Linked DNA regions of Sus scrofa: all the other regions are linked to region 2. The links are chromatin contacts, called in public HiChIP or PLAC-seq and promoter capture Hi-C maps. All regions are on one chromosome and are shown on one strand. Each heading gives the region's core, a stretch centred on a gene start, on an enhancer-like site or on the middle of the called end of the contact. The rest is flanking DNA. Distances are from core to core; before and after follow the strand shown.

Region 1 (4,788 bases), core at 448-2,947, 310 kb before region 2:
GCTCACAGCAACGCTGGATCCTTAACTCACTGAGCAAGGCCAGGGATCGAACCTGCAACCTCATGGTTCCTAGTCAGATTCGTTTCCGCTGAGCCACAATGGGAACTCCGTAATTAATTTTTAAAAGAGTTCATTTTCTCCCTCTCATACTGTATTGTCTAATAGTATTAGAAGAACTGGGATAAGGTTACTACAATTCAAATGATATGTGTTTAAAAAAAAAAAAAAAAAACTGAAGACTTCTACTTTACAGAGCCACTGTAGGATCCAAATGAGAGTTCTTTAAGATCAGAAAATACATCCATCTTTTACAAGAAGCTAAATCTTTACAGGAAGAGAAAAATATTATCAATAAAACCCTAGCCTTGAACAAATCTCACTTTTTAAAAGGAAGCTGTCTTTTACTTCAGATTCACTATGCCATTTCCTGTGGTTACATTTGGAATTTGTCCATGTTTTCCAAAAAAAGAGTCTGCCCTTTGTGTTGAACTGAAAAAAGTTTTTCACAGTTGGCAGAATAATTTTTCTAAACTGGCTAAGGAAATTGTGATTTCTGGTTTAGTTTCATTTAGCTAAGTTTTTTGTTTGTTTGTTTGTTTGTTTGTTTTAATCTAGTTGGTGAAAGGGACCATCCTGGATATTATAGCTTCATTTTCCTTTCTCTTTCTTCACCCCTCCCACTTACTTTATTTGCAAATTTTATTTTGACTAAGAGAGATGTCGACAATACAAAACAAAATTGGAGTTCCCTTAGTGGCTCAGTGGTTAACGAATCTGACTAGGAACCATGAGGTTGAGGGTTCAATCCCTGGCCTTGCTCAGTGGGTTAAGCATCCTGTGTTGCAGTGAGGTGTGGATGCCAAGTTGCTGTGGCTCTGGCTAGGCCAGTGGCTACAGCTCCAGTTAGACCCCTAGCCTGGGAACCTCTATATGCTGCAGCAGTGGCCCAAGAAATGGCAAAAAAAAGACAAAAACAAAAAATTATGAGGAAGCCTGCCTGAGATGCAGTTCTGCCAGCATTATCTCTAGGAAGGGAACTATAAAGAGCTGGATTTTCTTTATTTTTTTAATGTGAATATGTTTGTATTAATGTTTAACTGCACAACTAACACTTTTCATTAAAAAACAAAACAAAACAAAAAACAGACAACTGCAGATAAGGCCAATGCTCCCTCCAGTCCCCACTCCCCCACCTGGTCCCCCTCTCCTACCTCAAAGGGCAAGTATGTAGTGTCCGTCTCTTTTCCTATTTACACACAACTTTGAAACTTCTAAGAATGGGAAACCTTTGAGAATTGGCGTGCCCTCCCCACCCCCCTACACACAAACACAAACGTATACCAGGACGTCCTCCGACAACAGCCTAACATTACTTTTCTCCTTAAACCTAGTCGCAGGGCTCGCGCTCTTCGCGAGATTCCCTCCAGGCCCCAGTGTTTTCTCCTCTCTCCGCCTGACACACTGTCCTGGCTGCCCCCACCAGGGGCTGCGGATCCAGGTTATGCGCTTCTCCCGGTGACCAGGCAACCCCCCACCCCGTCTTGCTCAGCGCGCACCCGGGACAGAGTGCTCGCGAGGGTCGCGCGGGAACCTGGGCCGTCCCAGCGCCGCCTTACCCGCCGAGGACCGTGTCCAGGGGCGAAAACCCGGCCTAGCAGCGCCATGTTTTGTCTCTCCGCGCAGGAACGCGCGGGGGCGCAAGGGGCCGGCCTGAAATACCCAGGCTCCACAAACTGGGCGGGGAGCAGGCTGGCCTTGGCAGCGGTTTGGCCCCTAGCGGCCAGGACGGCCTGCCGTAGAAGGACGGCCCTTCTACATGGGTCTGAGCCCAAGGGCACTGCCCAGCTTGACCTCTCCCATACGTTTTCTTGTTCTCTATTTACCTTGTCTGTGGATTGTAAAAATAATGTTAAGGCCAGTAATAGCGCTTTAGATGGCCTTGGGTGGGTGGATGAATTGACTGTGCCAGAAAAGTGCAGATTGCAGAAAGACGTGGCATGTGTATACTGCCCAGGTGCTTGTCAATAATTTATGTTTATTCCTTCGGTGCCTAAGTCCAAGCTGAACCGCACATCGGCAATAATATAGTAAAGACACAGCTTCCCTTTGCCTAATTAGGGGAAAGTGGCTGAAATCTAATAAAAAGCTGGGCAGCTTTGACTTTTCCAGGGACAAAATGCCCTTTAACACTGAGAGATAGCAGGGAAAGGCAGGTTTATCCTTTTCTTTTCTTTTCTTTTCTTTTTTTTTTTAGGGCTGCATTGGAGGCATGTGGACGTTCCTGGGCTAGGGGTCATGTTGGAGCTGCAGCTGCTGGCCTGTGCCACAGCTTGTGGCAAGGCCAGATCCTTAACCCATTGAGCAAGGCCAAGGATAGAACCCCCATCCTCATGGATATTAGTCGGGCTCCTAACCTGCTGAAGCACAAACAGGAACTCTCTCCGTACTTCTGAAATGTGACTATTCATACCTAACAGAATTATTGTGAAGATTAAAAGAGGATGCATGTGAAGCCCCAGGGTCAGACTGATAGTATGTGACATTGAGAGTTTAAGCACCTTGCATTTTTTTTTTTTTTTTTTTTTTTTTTTGGCTTGCTTTCTTTCTCGGCCACAGCAGAGCCAACACCAAATCCCACTGTGCTTGGCCAGGGCATTGAACCTGTGTCCTGGAGCTGCAGAGATGCTAGAGATGCTACCAATCCCTTTGCACCACAGCTGGAACTATGCCTTGCATTTTCTAAGTGCTGAGGAAAAAAAAAATCAGCCCTGGACTTTCAGAAATTGGCCTGGCACTCACAGGTAGACCATGCTAATCTACCAGGCATAAACCAACGCTCAGAATACCAACTTCAAACAAGATTATTTTGAGGTCAGAAGGCAGGAGTCTACTTCACAGTTTTGTCTAAGCACAGACAAAAACAAGTTCACAGTTGTAATCAACAAAATACCTAACAACCCAGCTCTTGGCCAAGATAAGTGGCTATTTCTCTTGGCCAAGAAAAGAGGCAATTGCAACTTTTAACTTTTTTCCAGACTCTTCTTACTAGACATAAGATTTATTGAGATCCTCCTTCATAGAATTGCCTGTGCTTTCTGCCCACATCCAATTCCTACTTCCTTACACCATCTCCCAAATCATCCAACCAAAATCCAAATCCTGTAATAGGTTCTTTTTGACACATTTTTGCAGAGACTCATGATTTCCCATGATGTGTGTCCTATCTTAAAGGAAAAATTAAATAAACCCATCTGGTTCAACCTTAGGTGTGTCCCTGGTGGTCTTTGGCTGGAAGGCATTGACAGTGCCCTTATAGTGTTAATTCACTGTCTTAGTTTGGGTTCCTCCAAAGAAGACTCCTGAGATGAGGATCCAACCCAAGTGACTCATTTGGGAACACCAGGAAGAAAGAAGGCAGACAATACAGGTAGGTTATCCAGGTAGTTAACAATGTAGGCAACTAAAGCCAATGCCACAGGGAAACTCTGGAAGAAAACAGAGAACATTTACTGCTATGGACTGAATACTTATGTTCCCCAAATTTCATACGTTGAAATCATGACCCCCAGAGTGATGGTATTACAATGAGATGTTGGCAGTCCACAAACCAGAAAGGGGCTGTCTGCTGGTGGCACCCTGATCATGGACTTCCAGCCTCCAGAACTGTAAGCAATGAATTTCTGCTGTTTATGAGCCATTCAGTCTATTGTATTTTGTTGCAGCAGCATGAATGGACTAACATACATGCTTCAGAGAAATCCCACCTTCTCATGATCCTGACAGTGAAGGAGAGATATAGGGTTCTAAAGATGACTAAGGTTGAATTTACAATCACAGACTGATGGATAAGGGCTGAAAATGGGAACAAATAAAATAATATTGCTTTCTCTCATTAATATGAGGTTGAAAAATCACACACACTATACCAGAATGTAACACAAAAGAAATGGCCGTATTAATTTATATTTGTCTTGAAATCAAAGAGCCTAAAATCATATCATGATTTATGCTTATCCCTCCTCATACACCCCAGCTCCTCACACCTTCCCCCTCCCATCTCCATTGCACATACACACAGATACCTACACTTCCACCTTAGTGTGGCTGCCTCTCACCCCTATTTTCAGGAGATAGCTTAAATGTCATTTTCTCAGAAAGTTGCCTTGACTTCTGGGCTGGTCTAGGTCTCCATACTAGAGGCGCTACAGATTTGTATCCTCAAAAGACAGACATTTTGGTAAGTTCTATCATGTGTGATTCCCATCTCTCTCTCACACACACACACACACACACACATGTATGGTGCATTATAATTGTAAATACTGTATTGTTGAATATTCCAGACAAAGGAATGTTGGAAACCACTGAACTGCTGAACTCTGCAGAAAGCAAACTTGGTGGAGTTCCCGTCATGGCGCAGTGGTTAACGAATCCAACTAGGAACCATGAGGTTGCGGGTTCAGTCCCTGCCCTTGCTCAGTGGGTTAACGATCCAGCATTGCCGTGAGCTGTGGTGTAGGTTGCAGACGCGGCTCGGATCCCGCGTTGCTGTGGCTCTGGCTTAGGCCGGCGGCTACAGCTCCTATTGGACCCCTAGCCTGGGAACCTCCATATGCCGCGGGAGCGGCCCAAGAAATAGCAAAAAGACAAAAAAAAGAAAGAAAGAAAGAAAGCAAACTTGTAGTGCAAAAGCAAGATAAGCCAAGGAATGCTTGTGAAGGCAAAAGCCAGATAAGCATGTTTGCTGACACAGAGTTCTAAAGTGCAGGGTCTCCAGTCAAAAGAAAA
Region 2 (4,130 bases), core at 1,493-3,992:
TTTATTTTTCTTTCATGATTCCAAAGAACAAAGCAAACATTATCCACACCAGAGCCCAAGAAGTACATGTATTTGTATGCCTGGCTTTACAAGTGAGGAAATAGACACCTGTGAGTCAACAGCACAGCCTAGCCCTATGCTCAGACTACCAAAATACTGCTAATGTTAACATTCTAGGTAATAAGTGGGAGAAAAAAATGTGATGCAGTAATGCCAAAGCGTATCACTGGTTTTTATGGTTTCTTTGACAACAGAGTTAGTCTCCTTCCAAATTTAGTAAAGAATTTTAGATTATAAAAATTGTTAATGAGCATGGAAAGGAAACTCCATCTTCATTTCTTGGCCCCAAATGGCACAAAACTTAAATTAAAATCTTGAGAAGCAGATCCAAAATGGATCAATTTGCTTTAAAATACCTAATGAGTACATAAGTACTAGACTTCTACATTTTAAAACAGTTGATTCTAAAATATGTCCGCCTTCTTTAATCAATCACCACTCTTCAGAGCTGACTACATTCACATACACAACATTGCCCAGGACCTGCTCCACAGAATTCAAGGCCCAGGATAAACACACCCTGTATATCAGTAGGTCTGGATTATGGTACACAAAAAGTGTGAAAAATATCTAAAGATGTCTCAAACTTACTGTAAGATCTAGTCCATCCAAGCCTGACAACAAGAGAGCAAAGAAAAGCCCCAGGCAGATGAAAGTTAAATATTAGCAGTGCTGAAGCTGAGGAATTAATCTGCTATTGGATGCCTACAGCCTCTGGCCAATCAGGCATCTAGCATGATGTATTTTCACTTTAGACACAGGGAGGAGGAGAGGAGAATGTTGCAATCATGAATGTTAACTCACTAAGAATTGAATACAGGGCCTAGTTAAATTCCTGTTGGAAAGAAAATACACAAGACTGCTGACTAGATCACTGACTAATACATATGGTTCAAAGACTTTTCTGGAAACAGAAACCATTGCTAGCTGTCCCTTAAAAACTGGACAACTGCACTAATATTGTTGCTGGATTTGAAAGACATTCAAAAATTTTGGTCATATAACCATCTTCTGATTTTGGTTTATTGTTAGCAAAAAACAATATGTATTTCCTCTAGGGACAGGCTTCCTTCTCTGTGAGACTAAGGGTAGAAACCAAACTGAATTGAATTTGATATCTAAACTTTCATGACTACATGTAGCGAACCAAAACAACAATAAAAAGCCAAAACTGAAACATCCCTGACTCTAGAGCCATGCTGTGCAATAAAAATATGTGAGCCACACAATTAAAAATTTTCTAGCAGCCACTTTAAAAGTAAAAAGAAACACCTGAAATGAACTTTAATATATTTATCCCAGTGTATCAAAAATATCATCTTAGCATATCAATATAAAAGTATTAATGATATATATAATTTTTTCAATAGTGAGTGGTAGAAATCTGCTGTGTATTTTACACTTAGAGCACATTTCAGTTCAGAAAGCCACATTTCAAGTGCTCAAAAGCCACCTATGGTTAAGAGCTACCTATTGGGTAGAAACCCATCTACAAAAACAAAAAAACAAAAAATCAAAAAAACCAAAAACCCCAAAAAACAACAACAAAAACAGAAAAGAAGGGGTGAAAACAAAGCAAACAAAATCCAATTTCAGTAAAGAGGACGTTTAGAGTTGGGCTGTGACTGCAGATTTTTGGTGCCTGGAGAAAGTAAGGCCAAGGAGAGAAGGCTGTGAAAAGAAGTGCGATGGCTGCTGCATCTTCAGAGAAGCCAGTTTTCCCTATCAGGTTAGCCCTGAGCCTTGAAGGGCTGCCTAGCAGTGACGAATGGTAGGGCCGACTCCATGGTCACCGTCGTTTGGGCAGAAGAGCCCGCCAGCCCAGGGTTGGAGCCAGAGGGGACAGGGCACATACATTTCGGGACTCCGCGGGGGAACCGCTGGGGAGACTTACCTGTCAAGCAGTGGGGTGTGGATGTGCAAGTGCTTTACGGCCACCTGGATGCGCCAGTCTGCGTGGCGGGCGGACGACACGGTGCCGGACGCGCCACGGCTCAAGTAGCACAGGTCAGCGAGCTTTCGGTACGGGATGGTGGGCAGGGCGCTGCAGATGGCCTCCTCGTTCATGGTGGCGGGCGGCGCGGGCACTCGGCCACCAGCCGGTTCCGGGTGTGCCCGCTGTTCCCGCGGCTCCGTCCCAGCGCGCTCGGGGCGGCCAGCCCTCCCCGCTGTTGGACGCTAGGTCACGAGGTCATCCATTCCCCGAGCAGCCCACACCAAGCCGCAGCGTTTCCCGAGCCCGAGTACTCCTCTAGAGACTGGGGTCGCTGGGCGGGTGGAGGAGGAGCTTCCTCTCAGGCGCAGCCACCAGAGCCCGCCCTTCGGGGCTCCTCCCTCCCTAGACTTCTCAGTCGACGTCAGCGACTGACGCTAAAGCGACGAAGAGGGCCCCGGTACAGCCCGCGGTCCTTCCAGCTGGCTCCGGCCTCGATATGAGGCCAGGATTTCTGCCTGGTGGCGCCCAGAAAACCCGTGCCGCTTCGGCGGGGTACGGGCGGGCTTGGGATGGGGAAGGGAACCAGAGGCGCTCAATTTTGTCTTCTCTCCCCCCACCTGCTAGGTTTGGAAAGTTTGCTTTTGGGCACAGTTCCTCTCTGCAGCCTCATACCGGGCAGCAGCCCCCCCCCCCCCCCCTTACCCCGGAGGAATTTCCTCTGGGCCCCGAGTGTTCCGGGAGTCGCTAAACCCCGGAGGGGTGGCGGGGCGGGTGTGATGACTGACAACTAGGACTGTGCGCCTGCGCAGAATGTGCTTTGAGGGAATGCAGTGGTGACTAACCAGGACTCAGCTCTTGAACCCAGTGAGTCAGATAGGGGTAAATTTACCTGCCTATCTGAACTCCAATCTTCCATTACTTCCAGCTACTTCAGTCTTGAGGGGGTGGATTGTCGGAGTTTAACCCCGACAAAAAGTTCAGCTGTTTAGTTCACTATGAGACCTATTTCTCTTACTCCTTCCCCCACCCCCAAAGTCCACAATTATAGACAGAGATTGAAAAATAACCTTCAGTCTCTCCTTCCCTCTGATTCCAGGTAAGACTGAAAACGCTTGTCTTATAGATCTGGGAAGAAAACAGTGTTTAATGTCAGTCAGAAAAAACTGCAAACATCTGTTCATCTTTTTACCTTAAACACTTTTCTACTGAAATGACTATTTTGCAAAGTGTGCGTGCAAATATATGCAATACCAAGATCATGCCAGACATTTAATGAATTCTAAGACAAAAGTAATAAGGAATGCCTGATTTCAATGAGAGATTTTTGCCTAAAGAGAATCGGTGCTTCCTTTTTTGTATTGTCTGAAATGATAGTGGCAATGTTACATTTTACAATAAATGGAAACTGTAATGAGAGTGTTTTAAAATTTGATCATTCAAAATAAAATGTCTAGCTTCAAAGATATGGTCTGATAATCTGTGGTTTATTACTTAATAAGCTTTTTGCTCAAAAAGTGCTCAGAAAACTTTTTCCTTTCATTCTTTCATCCAGTTAAAAAAGAGTTCCAAAGAGAGTAAAATGTAAATAAAGAGGAAATGATCAAAATAACAATTTAAGAAATTTTTCCAGTATCAAAGGACAAAGGTCTTCATATTGAAAGGGCCCATTAGCTCCTCACAGTGAATGAAAAAAGACCTATATCTTTAAAATTTTTTACATTTTTTGTTAGAGTATAGTTGATACACAGTATTATGTCAATTTCTGCTGTACAACATAGTGACCCAGTCATACTTATATGTGCATTTTTTTTCCTCATATGGTCTTCCATCATGCTCTACCCCAAGAAATTGGATATAGTTCCCTGTGTTGTACAGTAGGACCTCATTGCTTATTAATTCTAAATGTAATAGTTTGCATAAAGATACATATTAAAACACATCAATAAAAAGATAAGAACCCTAAGAAAGAAAAGATTCCAAAAGTTTTCGGAGGGAAGAAACAAAAAAATGAATGGGAATTAGAATGGCATTGGATTTCTCAATAATAATGATTTTATGCTAATGCACTGCAGAGATTTTTTTCAAATTTTGAAGGACAGTAGCTTTCAGCCTGGAATTCTGTAGTCAAACTATT
Region 3 (4,809 bases), core at 1,362-3,861, 290 kb before region 2:
TTCTCTGGTGAGAGGGGCACCAACATCACTGAGAAGCTCAGCAATGGCTCTCCTTGTACTTCATGGATGATGATAAAAGATATTGTTACAGAACTGTGTTCACAGATAGCAGCAAGGCTGGGTTCACAGAAATTATATCTGAAACAACAGAGGCAAGGTGGCAGCATTTAACCATCAGAAGAGAAAAACTATCCAAATGAGTGGCAAGATAGGCGTGGCAGTCAGAGATCCCCACCTCTGAAAATGATTAATAGAATATGGCATGCCTAGGAGAAAAGATAGAAGCTAGCCAACAAGGGCATGCTCAAACTATAAAATGAGAAGAAATCAAGGATGAGTGGCATAAGGCTGAAAGCAGCAGACTCAATAAAAAGTCACAGTCTCTTACCCAGTTTCCTGATTTCAGCTACTTTACTAGAACCCATTTACTGAAGAAGAGGAAGAATTGCAAGGTAGGACTCTGCAACACTACGGTGAGAATATATGGTAGTAATTTCCCCACACATGCTCACTTTACCCTCAGTCCTTCCCTAAAAGGACCAATTGCCGTTTCCCTGGGAAATCATACACTGAGGAAAAAGGAATGCTTAAATATTTTGAGGATTCTTGGATATAATCATTGCTGTTATCTAGGAACCAAAGTATTATCATGGCCCACAGTTATACAGGAGTCAGATAATAAATGGAATTTTTTTCCATGTGGGGCATAAATAGGTCTACTGAGCACAGGTACCTACCTAGTGATTACTGCCCCAGTTCCCAAATGTATGATTGGAATGGACATATTTGGTAGTTAGTACAGCACCCATATCAGTCCAGTTCTTTGGCCTAAGGGGTAAGAGCTATCAAAGTAGAAAAGGCCACAGGGGAGCCTCTGAAATTGCATAGGCAAGATAGTAAATTTTAAAAAGTGTACAATTTCCAGCTATAATGTAACATACAACACAATAACTATAGGTAATGATACTGTTTTGTATATTTGAAAGTTCGTATGTGTGTGAGATATGGGGTCAGTCTTTATTTCCTCTGTAGTGTTAACTAATATCCCCAGGACCATTTATTGAAAAAAAGAAAAACTTTCTTCCATTGCTCTGAAATATCACTTTTGAAAAATCACATTACATGTGTAGAACTTTTTAAGGTCTATTTTGACACATTTGCCTATTTCCTATCCTTGTGCCAATAGAACACTGACAATAACTAACTTTATAATAATACATCTTGATATTTGGTGGTTATAAGTACTCCAGATTTATTCTTCAAAATTTCCTTGGCTATTCTCAGCCTTTGCATTTCCATATAGATTTTAGAAACTTCTTGACAATTTCCACTCAGAGTATCTTCTGAGACTTTATTGTAGTTGCATTGGATCTATAGATCAATTTTGGGAGAAATGACATCTTAACAGTCCATGAACATGGCATGTTGTCCTGCATTTATTTAGGATTTATTTTAATTTGTGTCAGTAATATTTTGTAGTCAATAATGTTCTGTATCACATCTTTGATAGATTTCTAACAAAGTATTTGATGACTGTTGGTACTATTATAATTATTTAAATATCATTTTCTACTTATTTTCTGGAATAAAGGTACACAATTGAATATTTTAGACATGGTATTCAGTGACCTTATTAAATTCACTTTTCAATTCTTTTAGATTTTCAGTGTACATTATCATGTCATTGTGAATAATGACCGGTATTTCTTCCTTTCCAATCCTTTTCCCCTTGATTGCATTGATTAGAACATCTAAAACCATGTTGAAAATAAGCAGTAAGAGCAAAAGTGTTCTTATTTCATTCCTAGTGCTGGGGAAAAGATTAAATAATTTACCTTAAATATAATGAAATCAGCAGGGTTTTTTTGTAGGTGCTCTTTATCAGATCAAGGATGTTCCCTTTATTCCTATTTTGCTGAGAATAAATGGATGGATGCTGAATTTTATCAAATGATTTTACTACAACTACCATGATCATGATTTTCCCCACTTTTTCTGTTATTCTGATGAATTACATTTATTTTCCCTCCAGTTAACATCCTCCTTTATATTTCTGAAATAAGCCCCACTTAGCCATGATTGTCCTTTTTATATACCACCTAACTCAATTCACTAATTTTGTGTATAGGGTTTTCATATTTATGTTCATAACAGAGAATGGAAATCTAGCTTTTATTTTTCTGCACCCATGGCCAAGTGGAAGTTCCCAGGTCAGGTATGGAACTTGCACCACAGCAGAGACCCAAGCCACAGCAGAGACAACGCCATATCCTTAACCCACTGAGCCACCAGGAAACTCCATTAGACAATGCTTCTGAGAACCAGAAATTATCTAATCAGAAGTATACTCTAGGGTGTTTACTTTGTAGTGTTCATCGAACAGCTTTAATTTTTTTCATTCAGAGATAAAGTAAATACTATTTAATTATGTTTAAAATTTCATTGGAGTGTAGTTGACTTACAGTTTTGTGTTAGTTTTAGGTGTACAGCAAAGTGCATCAGTTATGCACATACATGCAAGATATCCAGTTTAATACAGGTTGAGCTGTTTCTTTCCTAACCACCAGGTGGCGACCAGGCGTCCAAGTCTGATTCCCCTTTCCCTCCTCTTTTTAGGCCCGCCCGGCTCCCGGGAGCGCGCACGTCTCAGAGTCCGCGCCGACTGCGGGCGCTACGGCCACGCACGTCGGTCGCTGCGGTCACGCTGCTGCATGTCGGATCCAACCCTGAGGATCCAGGACCATGTGGAAGCTGATTCCTGCCGCGGCCTCGGCCCGAGGTAAGGGCGGAAGGGAAATGTCTAGGGACGGATTTCCCTGGAGCAGCTGCAGTAGGCAGAGGGTTTGCAGAGCGATGTTTCCGGTCCGTTCTCGCCTCTTTCGCCGCCTTCTGGGCTGTTCTTCGTTCTCGCCCTGGGAGGCCGGAGGGCTGATGCGGAAAAACGGCGCATTTGTTGTGTGGGGATCGCGCTGTTTTCCTCGGCAGCGCAGTGCTTGCGAAACAGGCTTTAAATTGGGCAGGGGAGTAGGTGTGCGGCGCTGGGCGGCCAGGGACCGCCGGGTCGGCCGCCGGGGTACTCCACGGTTAGGACCAAAGCCACTGACGGGACCAGCTGCTCTGATCCTGGCTTAGATGGTCTGCAGGATTAATCCTTAGCAGGGGTACCTGTTGTGACTCCCAGTGTTTTAGGCTTTTGAAGAAATACCCAGAATAAGTTAACCCAAGCTAGAAAACACAGTGGCAACTGATGACTCCGTTTTGAACACATTGTTTTTGTAAATAGCCACGAAGATGACTTGGGTAAATGGCAACCACGGGAAAGCGTACTTTCGGTTTTGTTTCAGAGCCTTTTTCCATTTTGTCATCAGAACAACTGAAAAAAATTGTTTTTCTTTTTTTTTATTTCTAAGAATGGAAAATGGTAATCTCATGTTAATTGCTTGCCTACTCTGTGTAAGCACTTATTAGTTCATAGATAAACAGGGTTAGCCTATGATTGGTCTTGCCTTCAGAAAGTGTACGTTATGGTTGAAAAAAAAAAAATCTCCCAAGAAATAGCAAAAAGACAAAAAAAAAAAAATCTATGTGCAGACTCAATTGACTGACAATGTCAGGAAGTGTGGAGAGGACCAAACAAATGGAAAAATACTCTAATAATATCTCATAGTATTTATAGACTTAAAAATATTATAAAGACTCAAAATAAAAATATTATAAAGATCAAGGCATTGCTGTGGACTTGGAGCATTGCAGAGATAGAACATAAACTGTGGTAGACAAGTAGGAACAGTTTCCAGGAACAGTTGTAGCCTGTGACTGTCTCCTTGTGTCCTTTAGGGTGGTAGTAGAAGTAAAATGCCACTAGTGCCAGTAGGTGGCATTCTTAAACTTTTGGAGGATATTGAATCTAATGGAAGCTATGGGGTCCATACTTCTAGGAAAAATGTGAGTAAACCTACACAGGTTTTTTGTTGAAAGAGTCCACCCTAGGTTAAGAATCTGGTTAACAAAATGTGTTCCAAATCTGGTCAAAGCTTACCTGGACTCTTTGCTACTTGTCTTGTTTATCTTCATCATTCTACAACTGCAGTGCTCCAAGACTAAACTCCAGCATACATGCTATGACTCCAACAATTTGTGATTTCCAAAATTTTTAAAAACTAATACACTCTGCCATGTTCTTAAATCTACCTTAACAGAAAAAAAAAAATTACCCAATATATGCACTTCACTTTGGTCTGGAATTTTTGTGCATTGATTGATCTACATTTTTCATTCTTTTTTTTTTTTTGCCTTTTCTAGGGCTACTCCCTCAGCATATGGAGATTCCCAGGCTAGGGGTCTGATCAGAGCTATAGCTGCTAGGCGTACCCCAGAGCCGCAGCAACGTGGGATTCAAGCCTCATCTGTGGCCTAAACCACAGCTCAGGGCAACACCAGATCCTTAACCCACTGAGTGAGGCCAGGGATCAGACCCTAAACCTCATGGTTCCTAGTCGAATTCTTTAACCACTGAGCCATGACAGGAACTCCTATTTTTTACTCTTGATCCAGTACCATACTTTACCATACTAGGTTCTAAACATACTGTTGTGATTTTGTTTTGTAATGCATTAAATTTTTAATTTGGGCAAGCATTGACAGTTTTCAATATTGTTTTCTCTTTAGACAAAAGGTTGAGCTTTCCGTCTATACAGATTTGCATCCTTCAGTGAGGCTTTACTAGAAAACACAAATTTGATTTACATGAAGTTGTTTGTCAGCATTTAGATAGCAAAATAAAAATACTTAATTGTTTGTCATACTTAT

Evidence for each region. Promoter capture Hi-C pulls out the DNA fragments that hold promoters and counts their contacts. HiChIP or PLAC-seq counts read pairs in DNA pulled down with a chosen protein or histone mark.
Region 1: a contact with region 2 is called in an H3K27ac HiChIP or PLAC-seq map of alveolar macrophages. The contact joins the promoter of DECR1 here to the promoter of RIPK2 in region 2. A contact is called at or near these places in 1 of 5 promoter capture datasets (liver), 1 of 47 Hi-C or Micro-C datasets (liver) and 2 of 2 datasets of contacts at active chromatin or transcription factors (alveolar macrophages and skeletal muscle).
Region 3: a contact with region 2 is called in a promoter capture Hi-C map of fetal liver, with 4 times the contacts expected there. The contact joins the promoter of NBN here to the promoter of RIPK2 in region 2. A contact is called at or near these places in 2 of 5 promoter capture datasets (fetal liver and liver), 4 of 47 Hi-C or Micro-C datasets (embryonic fibroblasts, heart right ventricle, liver and 1 more) and 2 of 2 datasets of contacts at active chromatin or transcription factors (alveolar macrophages and skeletal muscle).

Annotation. Positions count from the first base shown.
Region 1 is chr4:46,765,730-46,770,517 of Sscrofa11.1, forward strand. DECR1 (2,4-dienoyl-CoA reductase 1) reads right to left here and starts at 1,698. Exons shown (of 10, transcript NM_001190232.2): 1 at 1,617-1,698. The coding sequence starts at 1,664.
Region 2 is chr4:47,072,391-47,076,520 of Sscrofa11.1, forward strand. It overlaps RIPK2 (receptor-interacting serine/threonine-protein kinase 2), which reads right to left and starts at 2,743. Exons shown (of 11, transcript XM_021089139.1): 1 at 1,955-2,743. The coding sequence starts at 2,127.
Region 3 is chr4:46,785,053-46,789,861 of Sscrofa11.1, forward strand. NBN (nibrin) reads left to right here and starts at 2,612. Exons shown (of 15, transcript XM_021089137.1): 1 at 2,612-2,779. The coding sequence starts at 2,743.